2 separate regions of the Triticum aestivum genome follow, and region 1 is linked to region 2. Evidence: chromatin contacts called from public Hi-C data. All regions are on one chromosome and are shown on one strand. The core of a region is the stretch at or near the end of the contact, and the rest is flanking DNA. Distances in the headings are between cores, read along the strand shown.

What was found. A called contact is a pair of places that touch in the nucleus more often than the background predicts.
Region 1: a Hi-C map of leaf shows a contact between it and region 2, with 9 times the contacts expected there. The contact joins the promoter of LOC123079646 here to the promoter of LOC123079643 in region 2. A contact is called at or near these places in 4 of 5 Hi-C or Micro-C datasets (leaf and root).

Annotation. Positions count from the first base shown.
Region 1 is chr3D:458,217,279-458,224,364 of IWGSC CS RefSeq v2.1, reverse strand. LOC123079646 reads right to left here and starts at 1,476. Exons shown (of 3, transcript XM_044502443.1): 1 at 959-1,476; 2 at 539-878. The coding sequence starts at 1,461.
Region 2 is chr3D:458,060,602-458,067,422 of IWGSC CS RefSeq v2.1, reverse strand. It overlaps LOC123079643 (CTD small phosphatase-like protein), which reads left to right and starts at 5,404. Exons shown (of 6, transcript XM_044502441.1): 1 at 5,404-5,857; 2 at 6,778-6,821. The coding sequence starts at 5,534.

The DNA.
Region 1 (7,086 bases), core at 227-2,726, 160 kb before region 2:
AATAGTTCACTTTTGGCAGGATGAATGTACCACTGTGGGTAGCACTAGCACATGGCCTAAGTGAAACTGAAAGCTTTATAATTGAAATGCGTACATAATTGTGAACTCATCATGAACTGTCTGACAAACTCTCTGAAATTAAAACTTGAGGTAACGTACTCGTGTGCGAAGTGTGAAAAATGCACAAAAAATCGTATATTATGAACTGCCTCATGAAATTTCTGAAAATTGAGACCGCAACTTCAGTATTGTCTACAGTATTACCATAGAAGCTACTTCAAAATGAACTCTTATCTTAGTATTGTGACTTCTCTTGCATTTCAAAATTAAGACCAGTGATATGTGAGGCGCTACTGCTCTAAGAAGACGCACGAAACGAACACGTTCAATTTTATTCCAACCAACAATGACACTGCAACTGCAAAGCTGGACAAAACTTCCTAGAATTAATTAGAAGCCAGATGGGACTATTGTTTTCCAAGCGAACTAAATCCAGTAATGAACTTATATAATACCAGTGCAATGATATATCACTCACATTGGTGTTGCTCAGCTCCAGGTTATAGAAATCCACGGCGTCTGCCTTGAACAGCGGCCCGGCGTGCCAGGTCCCGGCGTGCAGCTTGAGAAACTTGGGACCAGAGACCCGGAAGACGCAGACCTCGGACGGATCGGGAGGCAGATAGAAATGCCCAGCGCGCGACTGCACGGCAGTCCCGCCACCACTCTGCTCCGTCGCCCCGTCAAGGATGGAAGGCTTGGCCACGCCGAGGTACCAGTCCTGGCCGCCGATGGAGCCCAGGCACTGCGTGACGCTGGCGTGGTGGGTGATGGACGAGAACTTGAGCGGCCTACTCTCCAATCTCATGATGTAGAACCTGCCAAAGCGGAGAGGGCTCTAGTCCAGGACAGAGTAGAAGAGGATGATTCGTTGGTACTAGTATGTGCAGAATCGAACCTAGGGATGCCGCGGCTGAGGTCGAGCTGGGCGTCGTGGGGGCCGAACTGGTCGCCGTCGGGGGAGGCGGCGATGACCTGCCCGAAGGGCGCGAAGGACTCCGGCGTGGCCTCCACCGGCCGGAGCGTCACCACCCTCGGCTCCTCCTCCCGCTTGGCTTCCATCGCCTGCGGCGCCGACGACGAGGTGGCTCTGGCTCCGGCGCGCACGGCTCTGCCGCTGTTGCTGCGAGGAGGGGGGCGGGGAGAGGGAGGGGGAGGAGTGGCCGTGCTGCGGCGGCAGAAGTGGCCGAGGCGGCACACGCGGCCCAGGAGGCCCAGCGCATCCATCCCCAAACGTTTTCCCGTGGCCGAAACCGAAGCGTGCACGGTGTGGTGTGGTGTGGTGCGCCGCAGTGTGCTAGTACCAGGCCACCGTGCGGCGTGGGTGCTCCGGTGCATCTCTCTCGTAATCTGTCCACGCGTCCAGTCCGAATGAGCGGCGCTGTACACGAGCGCAACCATGACGCGACACGCGGGCAGCAGCTTTGCAAAATCCGCAAGGCCGTTGTCTTTTTTATGCCATGGCATCTTCAACGCGTGTGGATCTTGTTCTGCCATCCAACATCGTCCCGCATATATATTTATGAATGGATTCACGCATCCGAACTCTTACAAACCGGCATCAAATCTGGGGAGGTTTTGCGGCTGTCCAACCTCCACCATGTACATGTCTGATAATGAGACCGCTTCAACCGTGTCATGCAATGATCTGGCTTTCTATCTCCCTCTTCACAAAATAGTTTCGTACACCGATAGGTTGTCTAGTTTTCTGTAGGGCCTAATTCTGGACGGCGAAGCCTTGTTGGTTAGTTGTCATCGGATGTGTGCAACCCGGTAGAAAGGTCGTAGTTTTGATCTTATTTCGAGGAAAAAAGTCAATTTTAAACCCTGAATTTGTAGGTGTTCGGTGAAATGAACCTTCAAGTCAAAATCCCGGTCGATTGCACCCTAAATTAGGCAATCCCGGTCTAAATTAAATCCTGGCTACAGTTAACCGGGATTTGTGTAGCTGATGGGCCAAGGGGCGGCATATCAGCAACTCAACGCACAGGCTTGATAGACTGGGCCGGCCCACCAACCCGCCCGTTGTTTCGTTTCCTTTTCCGCGCGACAAAAAATGATGAAATTCACAACAGAGAGTACCAGTACTCGATCCCACGACCGCGGAGACCAACCAAGAGCCATTAGCCACTACATCACGAACAGCAACCTAAACATAACGGTGCAGAAATATATAAGAATAGACAGCAGCGTTGAGATTGGAAAACATTTTCGAAAACATTTCTTGAAAATTGCTAGCAGTTTTAAGATGCCGCACTTTTTTGTATTACATATTTTTGGAAAAGTGAAGGTGTTTTGTAATTCTGATTTCAAAATGAAACATGAACAAAATTTGCAACCCCAAATAGATTCCAAAAACGTGAACAATTTTCAAAAAAAATCTGAAAAACAAACAAATTACGAAAAACACGAACACTTTTTGAGATTGTGAACAGTTTTTAGTATTTTTAGAAAATATATAACAGGAATGTTTTTAATTTAGCGACAAAAAAAGTTAAAACAGAAACTTTTTTTAAAAAGCGCACAAAATTTGTATTGTACGCATTTTGGACACGCGAACAAAAATGAAAAGGTGGTGGAACATAATTCAAACTCGCGGCAAATATATGATAGCATTTAAAAAAAATATTAATAAATGAACATTTTTGTAATATATGTTGAACAAATTTGGAATAAATATTCAACAATTGTGCGATATACAACAAATTTCTAATACAAGATGAACATTTTTTAAATGAGTGAAATTTTTGGAAATTACTGTGAACATTTCCTTAATATACGCAATGAACTTTGTATATATACATGAAAAACAAAAAAAAAGTAAAGAAATATTAAAGAAAAATATGCACGAACACTTTTTCAATTTTACAGTTTCTTTTTCAAAATCTATGAATTTTTTCCCCAAATCCGTGGACTTTTCTTTTGAAAACCCATGAACTTCTTTCAAAATTGTTGAACTTTTTCTAAATCCGTGATTTTTTTTCAAATTTTGTAAAATATTTTTATTTTTGAAATTCTAGTTCAGAAGTTTCTTTTTTTTCGTTCAAATAGCACCAGCATGGGGTCTCGTGTTCGAGCAGAGTTTTTTTTTTGCTTTTTAACGAAAAATATTATGCGGGCCGGCCCAGCAGGGAGTAGCGCCCTTTGCGAATTTTTGTTTCTTAATTGAAGAAAACTAAAGCGGGCTGGCCCAGCAGGAGCTGGTGTGCGCCCTGTACGAAATGTCCGAATCCCGGCCATCCAAACGACCCGAAGGTTCGATTTAGACCGGGATTGCATAGTTCAGGGTGCAATCGACCGGGATTTCGACCTGAGGGTTCATTTCGCCGAACCTCTACAAATTCAAGGTTTAAAATGGACTTTTTCCTATTTCGAGAGATATGCCGAGGTTTTGTCCGAGGGCCTCCCGAAGGGCTGTCCGAGGGACTGTTCAAGTTTCTGTCCAAGGGCCTTCCGAAGGGCTGTCCGAGGGACCGTCTGAGAACTATCCGAGGGAAAACATCCTCGCGGTTGGGATCTCCACCGACTCTCCTTCCATTGCGCTTTGAGTCAATAATGATCAGATCAAACCTTGGATGCATCTTCTTGGTGGTCCTGGCGTGCTCGTAGTACAATTTTTTTGTTTTTTGTTGCGTTCTACAGTGGCATGAGATGTATGGGTATTGCACAATATAATTTTGTAACAAATGAGATCTATTGCTGAAAATTATTTGTGCAGGTAATCAATGAAATCTATTACCTGATGTTCTTGTTGCTTATCTTTAACATGCATATTTCTGATCTTGACGGCATGGTGGAGTGCTTTAGTTCTGGCAATCCACGATCATGATAGATCAACGAAGTGCTTTAGTTCTTTGGGTTACCATTGTTAAAGAAATATGAAATTTAGTAGACTAAAGGGCAATGCAAATATGATGTGCACGGGGTTCTTACGTATGATGTAGTTGTTGGGGAACGTAGTAATAATTCAAAATTTTCCTACGTGTCAGCAAGATCAATCTAGGAGATGCTAGCAACGAGAGAGAGGGAGTGCATCTTCATACCCTTGAAGATCGCTAAGCGGAAGCGTTACAAGAACACGGTTGATGGAGTCGTACTCGCGGCGATTCAACTCGCGGAGGATCCGATCTAGCGCCGAACGGACGGAGCCTCCGCGTTCAACACACGTACAGCCCGGGGACGCCTCCTCCTTCTTGATCCAGCAAGGGGAAAGGAGAAGTTGAGGGAGAACTCCAGCAGCACGACGGCGTGGTGGCAATGGAGCTCGTGGTTCTCCGGCAGAGCTTCGCTAAGCACTACGGAGGAGGAGGAGGAGTTGGAGGAGGAGAGGACTGCGCCAAGGGAAGGGTGTGGCTGCCCTCCCACCCCCTCAATATATATATGGGGAAGGGGAGAGGGGGCCGGCCCTCTAGATGGATCTAGCCTAGATGGGTTTGGGCGCCCCCACCCCCTAGGAAACTTGCCCCCCAAGCCGGGAGGGGCGGCTGCCCTAGGGGTGGCGCCCCCACCTCTCCTGGTTACGTGAGAGGGGTTGGGAGGGGCGCACAGCCCCTTAGTGGGCTAGTTCGCCCCTTCCCCTTGGCCCATAAGGCCCCCCAACGCTTGCCGGGGCCTCCGAAACCCCTTTCGGACATGCTGGCCATAGCCTGGTACCCCCGGAACAATTCCGGACTCCAATACCCTTCGTCCAATATACCGATCTTCACCTCCGGACCATTCCGGAGCTGCTCGTCATGTCCGGGACTCCGAACAACCTTCGGTAACCACATACTATTTCCCATAACAACTCTAGCGTCACCGAACCTTAAGTGTGTAGACCCTACGGGTTCGGGAACCATGCAGACATGACCGAGACACCTCTCCGGCCAATAACCAATAGCGGGATCTGGATACCCATATTGGCTCCCACATGTTCCACGATGATCTCATCGGATGAACCACGATGTCGGGGATTCAATCAATCCCGTATTCAATTCCCTTTGTCTATCGGTATGTTACTTGCCCGAGATTCGATCGTCGGTATCCCCATACCTCGTTCAATCTTGTTACCGGCAAGTCTCTTTACTCGTTCCGTAACGCATGATCCCGTGGCTAACTCATTAGTCACATTGAGCTCATTATGATGATGCATTACCGAGTGGGCCCAGAGATACCTCTCCGTCATACGGAGTGACAAATCCCAGTCTCGATTCGTGCCAACCCAACAGACACTTTCGGAGATACCTGTAGTGCACCTTTATAGCCACCCAGTTACGTTGTGACGTTTGGTACACCCAAAGCATTCCTACGGTATCCGGGAGTTGCACAATCTCATGGTCTAAGGAAACGATACTTGACATTAGAAAAGCTCTTAGCAAACGAACTACACGATCTTGTGCTATGCTTAGGATTGGGTCTTGTCCATCACATCATTCTCCTAATGATGTGATCCCGTTATCAATGACATCCAATGTCCATGGTCAGGAAACCATAACCATCTATTGATCAACGAGCTAGTCAACTAGAGGCTTACTAGGGACATGTTGTGGTCTATGTATTCACACATGTATTACGGTTTCCAGTTAATACAATTATAGCATGAACAATAGACAATTATCATGAACAAGGAAATACAATAATAACCATTTTACTATTGCCTCTGGGGCATATTTCCAACAGTCTCCCACTTGCACTAGAGTCAATAATCTAGTTCACATCACCATGTGATTAACACTCAAAGTTCACATCGCCATGTGACTAATACCCAAGAGTTTACTAGAGTCAATAATCTAGTTCACATCACCGTGTGGATTAACACTCAATGAGTTCTAGGGTTTGATCATGTTATGCTTACGAGAGAGGTTTTAGTCAACGGGTCTGCAACATTCAGATCCGTGTGTGATTTACAAATCTCTATGTCATCTTGTAGATGCAGCTACCACGCGCTACTTGGAGCTATTCCAAATAACTGCTCTACTATACGAATCCGGTTAACTACTCAGAGTCATCCGGATTAGTGTCAAAGTTTGCATCGACGTAACCCTTTACGACGAACTCCTTTTCCACCTCCATAATCGAGAAAATTCCTTAGTCCACTAGATACTAAGGATAAGTTCGACCGCTGTCATGTGATCCCTTCCTGGATCACTATTGTACCCCTTGACTAACTCATGGCAAGGCACACTTCAGGTGCGGTACACAGCATAGCATACTGTAGAGCCTACGTCTAAAGCATAGGGGACGACCTTCGTCCTTTCTCTCTCTTCTGCCGTGGTCAGGTCTTGAGTCTTACTCAATACTCACACCTTGTAACACAGCCAAGAACTCCTTCTTTGCTGATCTATTTTGAACTCCTTCAAAATCTTGTCACGGTATGTATTCATTTGAAAGTACTATTAAGCGTTTTTGATCTATCCTTATAGATCTTGATGCTCAATGTTCAAGTAGCTTAATCCAGGTTTTCCATTGAAAAACACTTTTCAAATAACCCTGTATGCTTTCCAGAAATTCTACATCATTTCTGATCAACAATATGTTAACAACATATACTCATCAAAAATTCTATAGTGCTCCCACTCACTTCTTTGGAAATACAAGTTTCTCATAAACTTTGTAAAAACCCAAAATCTTTGATCATCTCATCAAAGCGTACATTCCAACTCCGAGATGCTTACTCCAGTCCTTAGAAGGATTGCTGGAGCTTTGCATACTTGTTAGCATCTTTCAGGATTGACAAAACCTTCTGGTTGTATCACATACAACCTTTCCTCAAGAAAATCGTCGAGGAAACAATGTTTTTGACATCCTATCTGCAAGATTTCATAAATAATGCAGTAACTGCTAATATAATTCCAACAGACTCTTAGCATCGCTACGAGTGAGAAAATCTCATCGTAGTCAACTCCTTGAACTTGTCGGAAAACATCTTAACGACAAGTCGAGCTTTCTTAATGGTGACACTTACCATCATTGTCCGTCTTCCTTTTAAAATCCATCTGCACCCAACAGCCTTACGACCATCAAGTAGTTCTTCCAAAGTCTATACTT
Region 2 (6,821 bases), core at 4,155-6,654:
ACCCATGGCTGGGTTGAGGAACACGCCACGGGGGAACTGGCTTGCTGGAGAAGTCTTGGTTCGCCGGGTTCGGCTGGCTTGCGCCAGCCGTCAGGGCCGGGTTGCCGTCTTGGCCGGGTCAAAGAGTTCGGCCGGGTTGAGGGACTTGGCCGGGTCAACAGACCCGGCCAAGTGTGAGCCGGATTGAGGGCTGATGCTGGCCCCGATGTTTTTGAAAAGGATCCGGGTTCCGTTGCCTACCCGGGGTTCATCCCCCCGACAACAATCATGTTATGCAAGATAACACAAAATGTAATGAGCTGCCAAGGTGTCTCCGGTTCCCACATCATTGCAACTCCATGAACAATACCCCAACGAGATTGGAGCACTCCAAATGTCCTCTCCACATCCTTCCGAGCTTCCTTCTATTGTTGCAAGCGGGTTTGTTTGTTGCCTTGGGGATCGGATATGGTCTTCACAAACGCCGCCCACTGAGGATAGATACCATTGGTAAGGTAGTACCCCATGGTGTAGTTGTGTTCGTTGATGGTATAGTTGCACACTGGAGTTTCTTGAACAAAGGAGATCGTTGGAGCACATTGATGTCATTGCACGAACCTGGCGTGCCAAAGAAAGCATGGCAAATCCACAAGTCCTGCGATGCCACTGCTTCAAGTATGATGGTGGCTTCTTGGACATGACCTTGGTATTGCCCACACAAACCTTTTGGGCAGTTCTTTCACTGCCAGTGCATGCAATCAACTGAACCTAGCATATGGGGAATCCTCTTGCTACTCCAATTGCCAACAATTTTTCCGTGTCCTCCACAGTTGGCTCTCTCAGGTACTCTGGTCCGAACACCTTCACCACAGTGCATGCAAATTGCACCGTGGTTTTCAAGACTATGGTCTCCCCCATCCGGATTCCTGCATCAATTGCATCTGCTGCTTTACAATAAGCAAGCATCCTGACAGCAACAGTGCATTTTTGCAGAGGAGAGAAAGAAAGTTTTTCGCAACAATCCTTCCTCAGCTTGAAGTTGCCATCAGCCTTCTCCGTGCCTTCCACTACCCGCAAGAACAAGTTATGCTCATCCGGTAGCGACAACGAAAGAAGGTTCCATGGAATGTTGGGACAACTGCGAAGTAGTCCATGAACAGAAGTCGTGCACCGGCAATCCTATCACGCGGAATCACTATCCGACCCTTGATGAAACCCTTGAAGTTTAGGACGTGCTCGTCTGCCTTCTCGAACTCCTCTTGGATGCTCATCATCATCCTCATTCCGGCATCCTCATCATTTGAATCCGACGACACGATGAACTTGTTGAATATGAATTCGTGAAGATCATCGTGTCCATAGCCATCATTCCACGCCGAATCCATTAGAGACCTAGAAATAATGACCGAACGAATAAAAAACGGGCACAGATGTTTCATCGAGCATGTAAAGTGCGGGGTGAAAATATGGGGGAGTTTGACGTACCGGGACGCCGTCCGGTGGCCGTCTGGTCGGCAGTGGTGTGCGTTGGGGCGTCCGGTGGAAAAGCCTTGAGTTGGGGAAGGCAACGGAGCATCGATACCGGCGGAGGTCTGATGGCGACAGTGCGCAGAAGGGTGAACAAAGAAAAGAAGAGTGACGCTCGAGCAAGGAAAGGGGAGACGGATATGACCGAATTGGCACGGGCTCCAGCAGTCAGTCCTATGTGACGGGCGTGTTCATACGTCTCCATAGCCGTCCCAGATATGAGCCGGATATGAGAAAGCTGTCACATAACCGCCTAAGATATGGGCCGGATATGAGAAGGCGGGTTGGATGGTGTTTTTTCGTTCGGACACTGATCATGTTTGGAACGGGTCCGGCGTCCGGTTGTAGATGCTCCTAGGCAGCAAATTTATCTCTGCCAGGTCTCAGGATGACCGGCCGCGTGGGGAAAATGTAGAAATCCCCGAGACTATAGCACTCTCAGCACGTGTCTGTGACTTTTGTTTGCTGGGTGCAGAACGCCTGGAAGGGAAGAGAAAAAGGGCCGGCCAGATACTCCTTTCGCCACAGTTTTCGCCAGGAATGGACGCAGCACCGTGCGAGCGTTCCGAAAGAAACTTTGGTGCGTCGACGAGAGGTAGGCAAAGCCCGTTACCTCTCTCGACGAGGTAGGTGTGCCGGTGTTGCGGTGCTGCCGAACTGATGACACTCCTTTGTCGCCCCTTTTTCCAGATCCAGCTGCCAGTGCAGACCAATCTGTAAACGCAACCGAGGATGGCTGCTAAACTAATCAAAGCATCTCTTCATGCTTTCAGCGTGGACCCTCGCTACGCTAACAGGGACATTAACAAACCACATGGCACTGTTGTACTAGTACCCTACTGCAAAACGCTCGTAAATGATTCGCAAAAGAATGTAAATATACTCCTCTAAATTTCAGCCGGTATACATACACTGCAGTACTTTGGTACGGGGCGATTCGGTGCCCAGGCTAAGCTGCACCCGCGATGAATAGAAAATTCAAAACTTCTACTAGAAAATACATTGCATGGAAGATAATTTAGTGCGTGAGGTGCGCTTCAAATTTCAGAGCATTTGGGTGTCCGAGTAGCTCTCGGCAAAACTGACAAATTTAGGGTCTATGAAAAAGTTTATTGTTCATGTATTGTTCTTATCATTTGTCTTTTTTACTGAGGGCTACTCATATGTCCAAACCCATAACAAATTATCTTTTATGCAGAAAAAAATCGGATTTTTGATATATTTTTTAACTATATTTTGTGAATTTTCTCTTCTCCAGGTGTAGATGAGCCTGGGCTTAGAAATGGATATTCGTTTGCTGATAAATTATCAGCTACTTTCTGTCCAGGTTTATTAGCCCCCTTTTCATTTGGGTCAAAACTTGACCATAAATTTAACTAATAAAATATAAACTGCATGACCTAAAAATCATGTTGTGGAAAACTTGTTTTGAATACAAATCCAATAGTGTATCTTTTGTGATATATACCTCATATTTTTGTTGTTGTCCTAGATAGTCAAAGTTTGATTATTATATAGTTGGAAATTCTCATGCATGTTTGCATGTTGTCATGAGTCTTTTTCCTATAGATGTTGCATGCTTGCATGTTGAGAGAATTGGATTAGTGAAGCTATCTATTTAAGATACGCACGTTGCGAAGTATTTCGTCTGTGTGTGTAAAAAGGGGTTCATAGTTTTACTTTTTTCTTGCATTGCGTATTAGGAAATTGAGGCACATCGACCGATAGAGAACTATTTATGATCAGTAACTATATGAGCCAACACATGAAACATAAGGAACCCCTTAACTCTTCCTTAGTATGCGAGTCTAGGCTAATATGTGTTTCTATTTTGTGCCGAGAGGGTACAGTAAGTAGCACATATACAATCACACCGCAGCAGTTTTGTGGGTTGTAATCTCAAAAGAGAATTGTATGTTTTGCACTAACGAAGCTTGTCGTTTCTCGGCTAGGCGCAACAACAATGTTTTGGAAAAATATAAGGTGAAAACCAAGTAAAAAAACCATGTTTGAAATGTTTAAAAGACACTTTAAAACACTACATCACATGCTTCGGATGTTTTACAAACATGTAAGGTTTCAAATTCAAATTTAATTGCACTTGAGCTAAAAAAATTGTCATCAATCACAATAATTTAACATGTTTCACATTTGTGGGTTGCTGGATTTTGTTTTTTCATAGCTCAAACACGAAGTTGAATTTGAAACTGAAATAATTTTTTAGGGGATTTGAAACTGAAACCTGACATGTTCTTTAGAAGATCTCATCTCCAATACCTTCATCTTTAGAGATTTTGAAACATGACTATCACTTGGTCTTCACCGGATACTTTCTCCGATGTTTTGCCGTACTCTAGGGGGAACTATACTCTTTTTACATTTGGATATTAGTATTAAACACGTGATAGACAAGACTTCGGCCCAACAAGATAAGGTCGTTTTTTCTCGCAAAAACAAACAAACAAGATAAGGTCGTTTTGCCTCTCCCATTGGCTGGCTCCAGTTAGGTGTCTTTTACTATCAAACTTTTACACGAAACATCAGCACTACTAGTAGTATATTCAGTGACCATGGCCCACGTCATTTTCATTGTTGTTGAGAACACAAAAGGGATCAGAGGTGCCTGCTTACCTAGGCACAAACTTTTCTGAAAATGACCTACTTAGGTACAATCACCAAGAAAGAAATATCGGCCGAGCATCCCTTCAGGGCAGGGCAATACAGCAATAACATCTTTGGGAGAAAGGAATATTTCCTGCAATTGCGGAGTAAAAATGTAAACACCTGATCCAACTATCTTAATTTCTCTATGTATTTCTAACATAGTTAATCACATACATGAATAATGCGCACGACACTCATCTATATGATCGCTCGCACGTGCATTATATCCCTAGAAATGCACGTGCGGGTGAAAACTTATGAAGGCACACATGTATACCTATCCATATGCACGCACACATGCAAACTCTATTTCTATGAACACCTCCAAAAAACTTAATTCAACATGTCATATTGAAACTAAAAGATAGCATAGAGAAGTCTCGAATAAATCCGAAAAAATATGTGAACATCTTTGTCAAGTCTAACACTTCAAACCTGATGGGTTGATTTCACCACAAGAAATCTGACCCTAAGCTATGCTTAGTTCGGCATATGTAGAAAGAAGCGTCGTCACCTGGTAAATCTAAGTATATGGTACTAAACTACTCCGCATGTTCCTAAATATAACTCCTTTTAGAGATTCCATATGGACTATATGTAAAGCAAAACGAGTGAATCTACACTCTAAAATATGTCTATATACATCCATATGTAGTTCATAGGAAAATCTCTAAAAAGACTTATATTCAGAAACAGAGGAAGTAATATTTAACGTCTTATACTATGGGACGAAGAGTATGATTTTATACAACAATAGTGATTTTTAAAGTTAATTAGTGCAATTTTTATATCCATTTCTATGACGAGTAATTCGGGATGGAGAAAGTATCTTAATCCTCATGATTAAAAACAACGATTAGTCCTTAATATACTTTTGAAATCAACGAAACTTTGCCGAGCAAACGAAATCAACGTAGCCTGATTGACTTGATTAATCTGTCAACATTACTGCACCACCATTGATACTTTCGTCGAAACAAAACAAATTAGGTTAACACGAGCAGATAAGCATCAAGCCAGCAGCCAGAAATGCATGCAGACAAAAAAAAAAAACTCCACTTCTACTGGTGACCAAGAGAAAACTCCGGGTGCACGTATGACAATTTACTACACTTCCGGCAGCTCGCCAGTTTAGCCCTACTCTCGCTGACCGCCGGGCCCACCGAATCCGCCCCCCAATCACCGATCCCCTGTTCCGCTAAGCCCACCCGGGCACGCCCACGCCCGCCCCCACGTACGTGCACGCGGCCACAAAGACCACCCGACCACCACCACCTCCCCCTCCCTCCGGTCGCCTCCGGCCTCGCCTCGCTTCGCCCCCTCCCCCCCCGCCGCGTGCCCCGGCAGCCCGTCCCTGGCGCCCATGGCGGCCGCGGAGGTCTACTCGCCGACCGCGGCGGCGGCGGCGCAGCACCAGCAGCGCGGGAAGGCGGCGACGCAGGCGTGGCAGGCGGTCGTCGGCTGGATCGGCTTCCTCCTCCAGGTCCTGCTCCAGATCCTCCGCGGCACGCCCTCCTGCGCCCAGCTCCTCTCCTTCGTCGGCTTCCGCTACCCGCTCCTCTCATCCGCCTCGGCCGCCCCCGACCAGCCGTCGCCGGAGGTGGCCTTCATGCCGCTCCGCTCCGAGATCCCGGCCGACGCCGCCCCCGTCCCGGCGCCCCCGCCCGAGCCCCTCCAACGCCTCACGGTACGGAAGATTCGGTTTTTCATTGGGTTCCTTGGAGCTATTCGGTGTTCTGCGCAGGGGGGGATAGATACTTTGGAAGGAGACGGATTCCATTTCCGATAGGAAGTGGATGTAGGAGGAGTGTCTCCATCCAATTGCCGTCCATTTCTGTCTTCGAGCTGGTGAATTTGGGATTAGGCGGAGGGGTTGGTTTGAGCTAATTGGGTGTTCTGCCTGGTTAATTCAGTTAGCTTTGATTGATAGTATGTTTTATTTGCTGCTGAATTAGTATGTGTGATATAGAGCAGGCCATTTCGGGGTGTCGGGTGGTAAATAATCACCGTCTCCGATTACGAACACCTAGAGTCACTTGTGTTGCAAATCCAAAACAAAAGCTTAGTTGGTGTTAGTAGCCACTTCCATCCCAAAACAAGGGCTTATTGATTTATTAGCCAACAACTGCATTAATCTCATCTCTAGACAAGGGCTGGTTCAGAAAATTTACAGGATCCTGGTGTTGCTACCTTTACTGGATCAAATACTTAATTGGGCAATATATTGTTTCTGATCACTGATCTTGTAGTCAATTTGTGAGAGACCATTTCTGGGAAACTTCTTGTCGCTGGTGTTCTTTGAGAAGATATCTGAGTCTGCCCGTCAATACTGGCAGCGTGATTGGATATGAATTATGATATTACGCATTTGGTGATGATAGATGAATCGGCATGTGTGCTGTTTTACTGGCACATATACTCATAACAGGGTTCTTATAAGCATACTGTATTTAGTATGATGAGCTTATGGCTTCCCACAAAATAGAATCAACTGAATTAATATTTGTGTTAAAACTAAATCCAAGCCACATTTAGTGTGAAGTCAGCTTTAACGATTCTGCTGTAAACTCATTCATTATCTCTGAACAAATATGGACTGCCTTTCAGGTAGTGCTTGACTTGGACGAGACTTTAGTTTCTGCGTACGAATC